2 separate regions of the Zea mays genome follow, and region 2 is linked to region 1. Evidence: chromatin contacts called from public Hi-C data. All regions are on one chromosome and are shown on one strand. The core of a region is the stretch at or near the end of the contact, and the rest is flanking DNA. Distances in the headings are between cores, read along the strand shown.

Region 1 (6,302 bases), core at 1,614-4,113:
CCATCAAAATTAACCTATGCATGGATAAATGATATTAAAGAACATTATTGGGTAAAAAGTGGTCAAGGGCACAACTAGCCTTCAATGAGCTCCTGCTCAGCTACTTCAACCTGCTGGTCACCAGGATCCTCAGTCACGTGTTCTTCTACTCGCCACAATACAAACAAACACAGTGCATATAGAGAAATTAACATTACACCAAACATATAAACAAAATATACAGTAATAATCTACACATTAAAATAAAATACTAGGAACAGGAATCATAATTTTTCGAGTTATAGATTTTAAGTTATGGATTTTCAAAGGTTTTATGTGTTTAGAATAGGATTAAGTGTGGGATTAATTTTCTTGCTGTTGTCATGATAAAACAGGGACACTAAGTGCTAGAGAATAAAGTTACAAAATTTTAGGAACTGGAATGGAGTGATTTGGAGTTCATATGCATTTTCTATGAATTATTGCAGTTCTAGCAATTATTTTCTTATTAAAAATCTATTTTCTATTTCATTTATTCAATTTAAACGATCTCTGGACTGGGCCTCAAATTCATAAAAGGCCAGGGGGCTCGAGGCAAAAATCCCCAAGACACAGCGCACACTACAGGTGGATGGCGGGTTGATTTCTATAAACTACAGGGACTCTTTTGAATGTTTTCCCGGCCGAAGGGGTATGGATGAATCCTGGCCGTTGGATCCAAGGCGTACGCCCCAGATAAGATCCCACTGCACACGTGTCGGCGGATAACTAGAACCGCCAGATCGAAATCCGACGACGGAGGTTCACTTTTGCCCAAAACCTGATCCTGATCGTTCGACCTAGACCAACAGACCAGATTGCCTGCAGCGAAGGGGTACACGGCCGACTAATCCCGACCGTACGATGGGATCCGACGGTAAGGAGTCGTTATCCCCACTGCCCGACATAAGCACGGTGGCGCCGCCCCCTTCCTCGACGGAACATCGCCGGAGCGAAGGTGAACTAAGCCCAGGTGCCCTAAACCGTGGTACAAAAGGTCTAAGCGCGGAGAGGAGGTCACGGCGAATAGCATGAACGGCATCATACCAACGATATGTGGGAGAAGCAGCCTGGCCGCGGCAGAGGTTGATTCACGGCGTGGAAGTAACTCCGATGAGCAATTCACGGCGCCGAAGGTAGTTTTCCTTTGCGGCGACCCGTCCGAGCGCACCCTCACACACCGGTGCCGACCCTCGATTCCCCAATTTCACGGATTAATGGCGACAATGGCAATCGTGGCGGCCGCGCGTTTCTTCCCTCGCGGTAGCAACTGGCGGTGGCGTGCAGCAAAGGGGTAGAGGATGAGGGAAAGTCGTGGGCGAGCTCCGCCTTTATTTACTGAGCCATCGGAGTCGAGGACGTGGCCAGCGGCTCCGGAGAAAAAGGGGGGAGAAGACCGCGCTGCCCGCCATGCTCGGGATTCAGTTGGCGATGGAGACGAACGCGCTGACGCGCGGGCCCGGGTTTCCAGTGAGCCGAGCTATCGGCAGCTGAGGGGAGAAGAGCGCTGTCCAGTGGGGCCCATCAGCCAGAGAATGCTGTGAGTGCGCGCGACGGTCTGACCGAGCGGGTTGCTCCCCCTGTGGGCCAAACTGTGGTAAGCCGGCCGAGTAAGCTCTCTTTCCCTTTTTCTTTTTATTTTCTGTTTCATTTTATTCTTAATTCATTTGAATTCAAATTTTGAATTTAACTCAGGTGCTAATTCAAATTCATGTTAACCCTGCAATTTAGTCATATCCACAGGTGGTGAAGTTATTTAATTATAATATTATTTTGTATTAAATAATATTCCTTTCTCTCCTCTATATAATGGTTTTATTTTCAAGTTAGAGTTTAAATTATATGGATCCATTGATATGCTATTGATGACGCATTTATTTTATTAAACACAAATGCACAATCAAGTAAAAACTGAGCATGAGACAAGTTTTGTTAGGTATCTATTATCATTTATTTATTTGTTTAATTGTGGTGTTCACATGAAATGAGAAACATAGACAACACATATAGATGTAAAATAATATAATTTCTCTTTCTAACCTTTTCTTACAAAGTAGGTATTACAACCCAACCCAACCTAACCCCACCCCACCTTGAGGATTGATGAACGGAACCCTGTCGTGTCGTCCTTCTGCTCTCTTCTTCAGCACAAGGTTTTTTGGTTTCCTTGGCTGCGCGTCATTCCTGCGTCCCGTCAACTGCAGCGCCCCGCTACGTTGCCGATGGCTGGGACTGACCAAGAGGCCATGGACTCCCCTCCTGTCAATTTCGTTGCTCCCTGCGCGTCCGGCCTCCAGGGGCACAGGCTGCACAGCTCCGCACAGGCAAGGGACAAAAGCCATATATCGCTTTCAGAAATCACCGTACTATGGTTGAATTCTCTCGTGCAAACTTGGCTGGCTAACTACTCTGTCTAGAAATGAATACAAAATACCGAGCCAAATCATTCTGAGTTTAACAAATTTGCTGAAAAGGTCAAAATCTACGATAAATATTAATGTTTTTCCTATAAATTTAGCCAGACTTCTCGAAAAAAAAATGACTACAGACAGAACTATTGCATCTTTCAAAACCGAGGCAGTACACGCACGCTGTGCTCATGGATTGGGGGCCAGGGCTGAGGGCTTCGAGTGTGAGAGGAACAAATGTTTGCGAAGTGTGGGACAACGCCCGTCCAATCGGTCGTCGTGTCCATTCTCTCAATGACCCCAGCAGGTCGTGTATACCCCTGATGACCGCCTGCGCACACAGCCATTTATTTGAACGAGCTCTTGCGACCAACAGCAGCAAATACTAGCCTGGCCTGGTGCTGCTGTCTGCCTGCCCTAGCTAGCTAGTAAATTATATTTCGTGTCATGTACTACCGCCTAGCCTAGCTTGTCGCACATGCATGTACCGGCTGTGGGGCGCACCCAGTTCGTTTACAATTTGGATTTATGCGACGCGTACGATGCTTTCTGATCTCACTCATCCAACACTGTCGCGTTTCTTCAAAACATCCCGCTCGTCGCCTCGTGGACTGCACTAGCTCTACCATTCTACTGCATTTATTCTACTCCGTACACTTCTACTCCATCTTCTCCCTCCTTTTTTTTTAACTCTTTGTCCTCAGTTTTTTTTTTTTACAAAAAATGCAGTCATGTCCCATGTGGAAGTTAAACCCGCTAAAGAATGGAAGCTATCAGACTGCGCACCTTCAAACCAGCTTGACCTGCAATCCTGAATACCTGCACGCAGCTCGACTTCACTCCACGACCGTCACTTTCCCGTGCAGAACGGGCCAAAACCGCCATTATCGCCCATTCGTCCAGTTGCTAGCTCGTTCATTCTGCAACTTGTTCCAGAAGCCAGCCGATCAATATTCCTTCCCATCATCACGTCGTCGTCCCAGGCAGCAAGAGACAAAAACCAAAAGGATACACGACAGAAGGTAGGGTGAGGAGAGAGAGAGAGAGAGGGTGAGGAGAGAGAGAGGGAGAGAGAGGGAGGGAGAGGGACATGCGATTGCAGGTAGTATTTGCACTTGTAAACAAATTAAAGCGGGGTTTGAGGCGCAAGTGACATGCTATTTTAGAAGCCGGAAATCAGGGGGGTGCTGAGGCCTGAAAGCTGCGGTTGGACTGCCGGCAACCGAAAGGCGGGCCGACGGGAATTCTTCCATATCGGCGACGCTGGATTCTTGCGCTTGATGGCGGCGTCCACTCAAACCCCGCTTCATCATTCGTAAGCGGGACTCGCGTCGCGCGGCCGCGGCCGGCCTGCGGTTAGGGATGGGATGTCTGGTTCGCCGCGTGGAGTTTACGTCGGACCAGGCCGCCACTCGCTTCGTCAATATTCGGTCTCCTTCCATCGATTGTTCTACGCAACGGCCGCGGTTAGGGATGGATCCCATACTTTTCGGCCGCTAATTTTTTTGTTTTTGTTTTCAATTATCAGTAAATAGGATCGAAATTTATATTTTTGTTTTTAGTATTAAGTTTGTTAGAATTCATTAAAAGTAAACCTCAAATTTGTCATATAATTTCTCAAATAATAGATATAGAATTAGGAGACATACATAGAATTCGGATACAGCTCACTACCGGGCCTTTGCTAAGGGTATGTTTGGTTTGACTTTTGGCTTTTGCTTTTGCCCCCCTAAAAGCCAAAAACCAACCAAAGGGCTGGATCCAGGAAGCAGCTTTTCCTAAAAACCGACTTTCTCGTAGTGCAAATCTGAAAGCACCCCTGGACTTGCTTTTAGTGGCTTTTCGGATGAAACTATAAAAACATATATCGAATAATTTTTAACGAGTTTTAGTGGTTTTCATCAAACGGTTTTTAGCTTTTTAACAGCTCACAGCCTACAGCAGCTTTTTCCACAGCTCACAGTCCACAGCAACTTTTTTCACAGCCACAGCCCAACCAAAGAGACCCTAAGTGCCAGCCTCTTTGCCGAGTGCTTTTTCTCGGGCACTCGGCAAAGCAGCCTTTGTCGAGAACCGAACTCGCCAAAGTCCTGCTCTCGATAACGAGCTGGTTTACCGAGTGCAGGACACTCGGCACAGAAAAACTCTCGGTAAAGACGCGTTTGCCGAGTGACAGACACTCGGCAAAGAAGACTCCCGGCAAAGACGCGTTCCAAAGCTGACGGCCGTCAGCCTTTGACGAGGGCCTAAGGTCGACACTCGGCAAAGAGGCTTCTTTGTCGGGTGCCAAATATCTCGCACTTGGCAAAGCCCTCTTAACCGAGTGTCTTCTTTGGACACTCGGCAAAACATATTTTTATTTTTTTTAAATTTTGGCAACCAAACTTTTTGTGATTTGTTCTTACACTATGTAGGCCTATATGTACCATTTTGGGATAATTATAACAGAGTTTTCAATAGGTAGTAGATTTAGTTCGTTTATTTGAATTTCTTCCGAAAAATCAGATTTGAACTGCAGGTCACTGCAAACTTGAAAAAACCATGCATGCAAAAATGATATTCATGCTACTTAGCACAAGTTACGACCGATTTCAGGAGCGGACCGGAAACTTCGAGCAACATGCTCATTAAACATGACCGTGAACTTGTCATCCACATGTTTAAAAATTGTATAAAACACAAACAAAGTCAGAAAATCATGAAACTTGTCTACGTGTCATGATATCATATATAGAGTCTGTTATAAAAATTTGAGAAAGTTTCGAGAAAACTGTGACGCACTATGTGTAGAAACCTAAGAGATCTAGGGAAAACAAATAAAAAAAGGTGCCTACTGGTCACTTTGCCGAGTGTAACACTCGGCAAAGCACCTCTTTGCCGAGTGTCAGAACCATAGCACTCGGCAAAGAACCAAGACCTGGGCACCGGTATAGGTTCTTTGCGAGTGTAATGGCTCTGACACTCGGCAAAGAAGCACGCTTTGCCGAGTGCCATACTAAGCACTCGACAAAGGACCTGACATGGGGACCCCTCTGACGGATTCTTTGCTGAATGCTGTCAAGCAGACACTCGGCAAAGTTAACTCCTTTGCCGAGTGTCGCTTGGGACACTCGGCAAAAACTCCGTCTCCGTCACTCATCGTCGTAACGACTGCTTTTCTTTGCCGAGTGCTCTCTAGCACTCGGCAAACCACTTTGACGAGTGCCCGAGAAAAAGTACTCGGCAAAGACGGCTTTGCCGATGCACTGTATGCCGAGCTCTCTTTGCCGAGTGTTTTTAAGGCTTTGCCGAGTGCTACAGGCACTCGGCAAAGTCGACGATTCCGATAGTGGCTACAAATTGTTTTCACCGTTTTGTTGTAGGGAAAAAATAACTATACAAAAATAGACAAAAAACTAGTATTGTTATTTTATAATATGTTTAACAACATAACTAAAGAATGACATCAAATTATATACGTACCTATTTTAAAATATTAAATTTTTCATATAATTTAGATGTTTAGGATTTATCCCTAGCCATGACAACGGCACGACCCGAGTCAGTGGCGGAGGACGGAAAAAAATTTAGGTACGGCTCGGCGGACGGACCTGCTCGGCGGACGGCGGAAGCTCGGCAGTCAGCGCGTCGCGCTCGCGGACGGACCTGCTCGGCGGACGGCGAAGCCGGAAGGCACAACAGCTCGGCGGACGGAGGCACAGGGGCAACGGCGCGTGCTCGGCGGGCTGAGGCGCAGAGCTGCTCCTGCTCGCCTTCTCGGGTCGTCGAGCGCTCGACGGACGGCCGGACGGGTGAACGGCAGACGGCGCGTCGGAGTCGCGGAGCGGCTCGGTCCGTGGCTCCGAGCCCGAGCGGACGGCGGACGACGGGCGGAGC
Region 2 (6,302 bases), core at 1,387-3,886, 130 kb before region 1:
TGATTCACTAAACCTTGTGCCAATGTGTGGCCTGAACACACTGATGTACCATCCTAACTTGAAGCCAGCCCAAAAACAAGCTGCCCAAGCCCCAGTGAAGCAGCTACAACAATGGCAGATATAGTGAGAGATCAGAAATGGGAAAAGACGACCGAGAGATGTCGATCAAGCTTATGTAACATGACCTCTGGTGTGTTAGAGCCCCAATTAAAGTCGATGGTCAGCAAAACACACATGAACTCGCGACGACGACGGCGAGAAAAGACGAAGAACACCACCAGGACCCAGTACTAGGAAAGAGATCAAACACTCCCATGTCAGGGCAACCACCACCAATGCCAACCTCTTATTGAACCCTTGTCTCTACTGCATGCCCATGCACGCTCGCAGGGAGCCTTTGCATGAGCCATGCATGGCGCCGCCCCCCGGCCGTGCATGTTTCTCCATTACCAAGAAGCGCCACTGCCGCCGATCATGCCGCTCCAGAACCCCGGCGTGTCGTGCCCGGCACCCGTGCCGCCGCCGCCTTGCTCCTTGTTGTTGTGGTCAAACTGAGTATGGCTGCTATTTCCATCGCTGGCGCCACCGGTTGCACCACCCCCACCTTCAGAGCCAACCGGCGGCTTCAAGTCTTCGAAGGGGAACAATAACCTGCCCGCGTTCTCCGGCACGCCCTGCAACCCCGCGCTGGAACCGTACCCCGCCGCGGTAGCACCGGACCCCGGCCCGTGCGCGTCGAGAGAGAACCCGAGCACGCTCTGTGACGGTGGAGGCGGCGGCGTGCGGTACTCTCCGAGCGCGAACCCTGCCGCCGTGTAATCTCCTGGCATCGCCATCGGCATCGGCATCTGCAGCGGCATGTAGCAGCCGGAGCTCCGCAACAGCTCCATTGCCGAGAGCGCGCCGACCGCGGGCCCCGCGCCGCCGCCCCGACCGTTGCTCGTCATCCCGCCGCCCGGGTTGCACACGTTGCTGCTCTCCAGACTCGGGAACGCCGCGAACTCGGGGGCGTGCAGGCCACCGTGGTGCGGGAACGCCAGGTTGAGGTCGTGGGCGCCCTCGTGCGCCAGCTTCGGGTTCTTGGACCCGGCCCCCGCCGTGCTGGCCATGGACGAGCTCGTGACCGAGCCGGAGGTGGAGGCAGACGCCGACGCCGACGATGAGGAGCGCTTGTTCTTGCGGGAGCCGCCGCCCACGGGGACGTTGCGGAGGGATCCGCCCTCCGTCCAGTAGCGGCGGCACGTCTTGCAGAAGTAGCGTGGCTGCTGGAGGCTGTAGTTGTTGTAGTAGCAGAATTTGGTGTTGGTGGAGTTGCACCGCGGGCAGTTGAGCGCCTTCTCCTTCTGCGGCCGCGCGCGCCGCTCGGTACTACCCGCGCCCGCCAGGGGCGCCGGCGCGCCACCGCCCAGGAGCCCCCCAGGTGCCAACGACGGCGCCGGCGCCGGCGGGTTCGGATTCGAGCTTTGGCTCGGATTTGCGGCGCCCGCGTTGGCCGCCATCAGCATCTCCTCCATGGGCTTCACCAGCCCTAGGCCCTGATGAGGACGCGCGCATGGTGCAGCGACAGCACATCATAGAACGCAGAGGATTAGCACCAAGTTAGTTAAACAACCACAGCAAGAAGCAAGAACAAGTGAACAAAAATAGCATGTGTGGGCACGCAGATGCAGCAGGGAAGGAGGGTGGAGCTGGATGTAGGGATGGTAGAATCTTTATGGTGCAACTAGGAACCAAACAAATGGATACAAAGACAGATTAGAGAGAGGGAAAAGAAAAAGGGAGAGTAAAGGTAAAGGCGATGAGCCTGGCCGCGGAGGAAGAGACGAAGAAAGAGAAACAAAACACCCCACAGACAGCACAAGACACACCTTTGCTGCTTGTGCTCTTGTAGGGTTGTGTGTTTCAGTAGTACTACTGCTGCCGCTGTTGCTTCTGCTACACATCACCATGGGACGACATGACTGCTCTTTTGATGCACAGGGGGTGGTGAGCCAAGGAGACTAGGAGAGATAAGGAGAAAAAAGCCATGGAGGAGTGGGGAAAAGGATGATAAAAGGCACGATAGAGAGGAAAGGGAGATTAGAAAGGGAGGAAAAGAAAGGTGGTGGCTTGTGTGTGCTGCTTCCAATCGCCGATTAAAAGGGCGGGGAAGCTAGCAGAGGATTAAAGCCACAAGGGCCTCACCTCCAAAGGCTACGCATGGGATGGATGCTGATGATGGTATGCATAGATATACACGAAGGATATAAAGGAAGAGCAGAACCCGAGAAGAGACGGAAGGAAGCACGAGAGATCATGCACGCACCAAGAACAAGGCGCAGAGACGAAGATGAACACCGGCAGGATCGAGAAGAACAAGGGCCAAATTATCACAGATGATGCATATGGGCCGGGTAGCTCAGATGCATGTGGTGCAGAACCGATCTTTGTTCTGAAAGAAAATTTACCTGCTGCCAGTGGGCTGCATCCATGCAAGACCTCCAATTCCTTTGCTACCCCCCACAATTCTTTGCTCCTTGGATGCAGTAGTAGTCCGAAGGGAGATGTGGAGAGAAGGGAGGGTGAAGAAGATGAGCTTCCGCTGGATTTCTTGAGGACGAAGAGAGAGAATGCTACCCTGTGCCCTGTGGTTGGCCAGTGTGAGTGGAATTATGCCTCCTTCCCTTCCCCTCTCCGCTCTCTCTTGCCCAATAGCCAATCTAGCAGTGGAGGATTATTTTTTTACAATATTTTTTATGCACCTCTCAGCTGCTCCGGCCAGAACCTCCACCTCTCGTCGTCAGTGATGGGAAAAGAATTTGGAGCGCTGTGTTTGGCTTGCAATTGTGGCCAATTTTTAGTTCTGCTGTACAGGCAGCTGGGGAGAGTAGTTGCGTTCTTGCTCATGACTCGTGAGGTCCACACCAGTCAACCGGCCGGGATTCCACAGAGGAACGCGGAGGAAGCCCTGGGGAATGGCCGTTTGTGGTGCGGAGGGCGGCGTGGCACGTGCGGCCAACCCGACTATTTCCCTGGCCGTCACTATTTTAGTGCTGCTTTTCGCGTTCACCCTTTTTCTTGGCACATGCCACATGACACCTGCTTTTCTTTTCTATTTCCAACACGAAATTGTAATCTTTTTAGATATATCTAATGTGTTTCTCATATGAATACATGCTACCTTGCTTTTGAATTATAAAACATTTTAATTTTTTATATACGTAGTTTCTACTATACATCTAAATATAAATTATGTCTGAATACATAACAAAATATTACATTCTATCCGTTTTTATTTATATGTCATATGTGCTTTGTTCTAAGTTAAACACCTCTATCTTTACTCATTTTTAAATATAAACATATGTATTTAATGTAAGAATTATTTTAAATTTTATTAAAGGAAGTAATTCTATAATATGTATTATAAAACTATAAAATTTAAAATGGACGATACAAAATAGTAATATTTAACTTGGGATAAAAAGTTTGTCAAAGATTGTTCCACAGTGAATTTTTTAAGTAGGTTGCCAGATCGAGAACAAAAGATAAATACATATCAATGTGAGATAACACTATGCATCATGTTTGCAATAGTGTTTATTGCCTATACAATGTGATGAAATGGCCTATTGTTCGACCCTACTTTTATAGTCCAAGAATGAGCGGTACTTATAGGAGACATAACTAGGTCGATTACAAGATATGTTTGGTAACCAAGCCTAGCCGAGACTATCTCGCATTATCTGGTAACTTATCTCTATATGTACATGTGTTTCATCCTAATCAATCAGGTTTTACCATATTTATATGGATATTGATCTTATCTTCAAATATGATACAATTTTTCCATTTTAATCTTAGGGAACTTTATTGCCGATAAGTTCTTTCTCTCATCATGTGGGTTAACTCCCTAGAATCTCAATCGAGCCATGGGCCCACCTATCATGATCTTTTTTGCTCAATTGTCCTTGGATACCATGGTCTATATCTTCAACAGTAGCCCCACGACTTATCTGACTAAGTCAGAGACTCGAGTAGATAATACTCTTATCTTAATTCTTCTTGTATGACTTTGACCTTGTTGTATCTAGGTTGTTTATCTCTTGTAGCCAAGTCCCCAACCTTGTCATGCATCCTCGAGTATGTAGACTTGGCATTTTACTACTTAAAATTCGATCACTTTATCAAACTAGTACTTCAAATTCTAAAAAAATTGTGTTGCTTTGACTTCTTTTATCAACGCAAAAGTAAAGAACTTTGTAATGCTTCAGATTCTATAACTGGTTATAAAAGTTACTACTACACGACCTTTGGACTTTTATAGGCCATATGTTCAAAGTCTTGCCTTCCAGACATAGGATGGTATCCTACCCGATTATGATCTATGTTGTCATTCATACTTGGTTTATAACCTGATTTGATCTATAACACATAACTAACTTACAACGGTAGCCCCTACGTATATAAAGAGAGCTAGGGACCCTTTGTAGCATGAAGGAGATATGGTATAAGACGACATATCCATTGCAGACGCATGATGAAGTCCCACCGGGTTATTATCTTTGTTGTCATTCGTACTTAGATTGAGACCAGATTAGATCTATAACACATAACTAACTTGTAACTGTAGCCCCTTCTAGACATAGGGTTCATTTTATTTATTTATTGTCTTATTCATTTAAGAAAATGCTTTTAAACATACAATATTCATGCGCACAAAAATATTTAATTGAACAAAAATCATTTCTATTTTAATCGATGGGTCCCACGAGGAGTGACAACGGTCTCTATCAACAGGATGAGGCGCTAACGCATACGACCCTGAACATCTCTGCCTCTGCCTCGTGGGACCATCCGAGCTCCACTGTGGGGAACCTCGGCATTATAGTATCTACAGAGACTCGCATACCGGGTTGCGTCGTGCTGGGGGTTGAAACACCGCCAGGTGGCCCATGCCTCAGCCGCCCATCGTCGCGTACCGATGTACTCCCCTTTCCACGGTGTGTCACTGCCGGTGGGACCCGACGGCCAGGTCCTTCCCCTTTGTCATCTTCGAGCAATAGGAAAGAAACATGTGACGCCTAAGAGGGGTGAATTAGGACTTCTAAAAACTTCTTCTAAACTAGGCCACAAATAAAACCCTAGAGCAAAACCTATGCAATTAATCAAACTAGAATGTGCAAACTAGGTTTTGTCTAAGTGTTTGCTATCTCTACCGCAATGGTTAAGTTTCAATCTACAATGATATAAGTATAAAGACAAGATTGAAAATTAAATGTTTAATATAAATGCGGAAGCTAAAGAGCGAGGTAGAGATGCAAACTCTCGTGGATGACGCCGGTAATTTTACCGAGGTATCCGGAACCGCGCAAGGTCCCAACTAATCCTCGTTGGTGCCCCTATGCAAAGGGAAGCCCACGCGAGGGCCAAGCACCTCAGTCGAGTCACTCCGTAGAGAGCCGTGGGCCTTCTCCACGCGCAACTGGTGCTCCACTTCTGGCTCCTCTTGGACGCTCCCTGTCGTCTCTACTATCGAGCTTCTGGACGAAACACCGTGGGCCTCGTTCCCTCCGGTACATGATGGCGGTCGTGACACAAACGCGGTTGCCACGGTCTCGCGAGACTCCCGCCTCACTCGGTACAATTACAACGACTCGCGTGAGAGCCGAAGGGTTGTGTGGTTTATCTAAACTCACTCAACTAATTAGAGTTCACCTAGAGCAAGCGCTAAAGCGGTCTAACTAACCTAAGCACTTCGCAAAGCACCTACGCTAATCACCAACTGATTCTATTAAGCACTTGGGTGTATGAGCACATGGAAATGTGAACTACGTGCCTTGGTATGTCTCTTGGGCTCCCACCCCTTGAAATGCTCGGTTGGGGGTGTATTTATAGCCCCCAACACAAAACTAGCTGTTGGAGAAAAGTTGTGCTCTCTGCGGTGCACCGGACAGTGCACTCCTCACTGTCTAGTACGCCTAGCCGTTAGTCTGACACCGGAGACGACTGTTGGCACGTAGGTTTTTTACACCATACAGTCCGGTGGTCTTCTCTCCACAGTGCCACTTGGAACTAGCCGTTATGGTTATTGTTCCTGGTGCAACGGACAGTCCGGTGTGCCACCGGACATCCGGTGCTCCAGACTAGACAGTCCACCGACAACACTTCCTTTGTTTCTTGGACTTCACTTGATCTTCATAATGTCTTCTTTTGAGGTGTTGCTTTCCTCAAAGTCTTGGTCCAAGTAACTTTAGCATCCTGTGAACTACAAACACAAACACTAGCAAATTCATTAGTCCACAGGTTATGTTGACCATCAA

Evidence for each region. A called contact is a pair of places that touch in the nucleus more often than the background predicts.
Region 2: a Hi-C map of leaf shows a contact between it and region 1, with 4 times the contacts expected there. The contact joins the promoter of LOC100283670 here to the enhancer-like site in region 1. A contact is called at or near these places in 12 of 25 Hi-C or Micro-C datasets (bundle sheath, ear, endosperm and 4 more) and 2 of 3 datasets of contacts at active chromatin or transcription factors (seedling and shoot).

The regions. Positions count from the first base shown.
Region 1 is chr2:17,974,157-17,980,458 of Zm-B73-REFERENCE-NAM-5.0, reverse strand. No RefSeq gene overlaps it. Among protein-coding and RNA genes, the nearest start is that of LOC103646067, 22 kb to the right of the region's middle. Within about 2 kb of position 2,863, at least 18 of the 20 cell types and tissues checked have an H3K27ac peak or open chromatin away from gene starts, as enhancers often do. A contact at or near this core is called in bundle sheath, ear, endosperm and 5 more, where this site is marked.
Region 2 is chr2:18,101,171-18,107,472 of Zm-B73-REFERENCE-NAM-5.0, reverse strand. LOC100283670 reads right to left here and starts at 2,636. Exons shown (of 2, transcript NM_001369857.1): 1 at 2,448-2,636; 2 at 139-1,535. The coding sequence starts at 2,471. The coding sequence ends at 447. LOC109943968 (a long non-coding RNA gene) reads left to right here and starts at 1,945. Exons shown (of 2, transcript XR_002267098.3): 1 at 1,945-2,639; 2 at 2,749-3,182.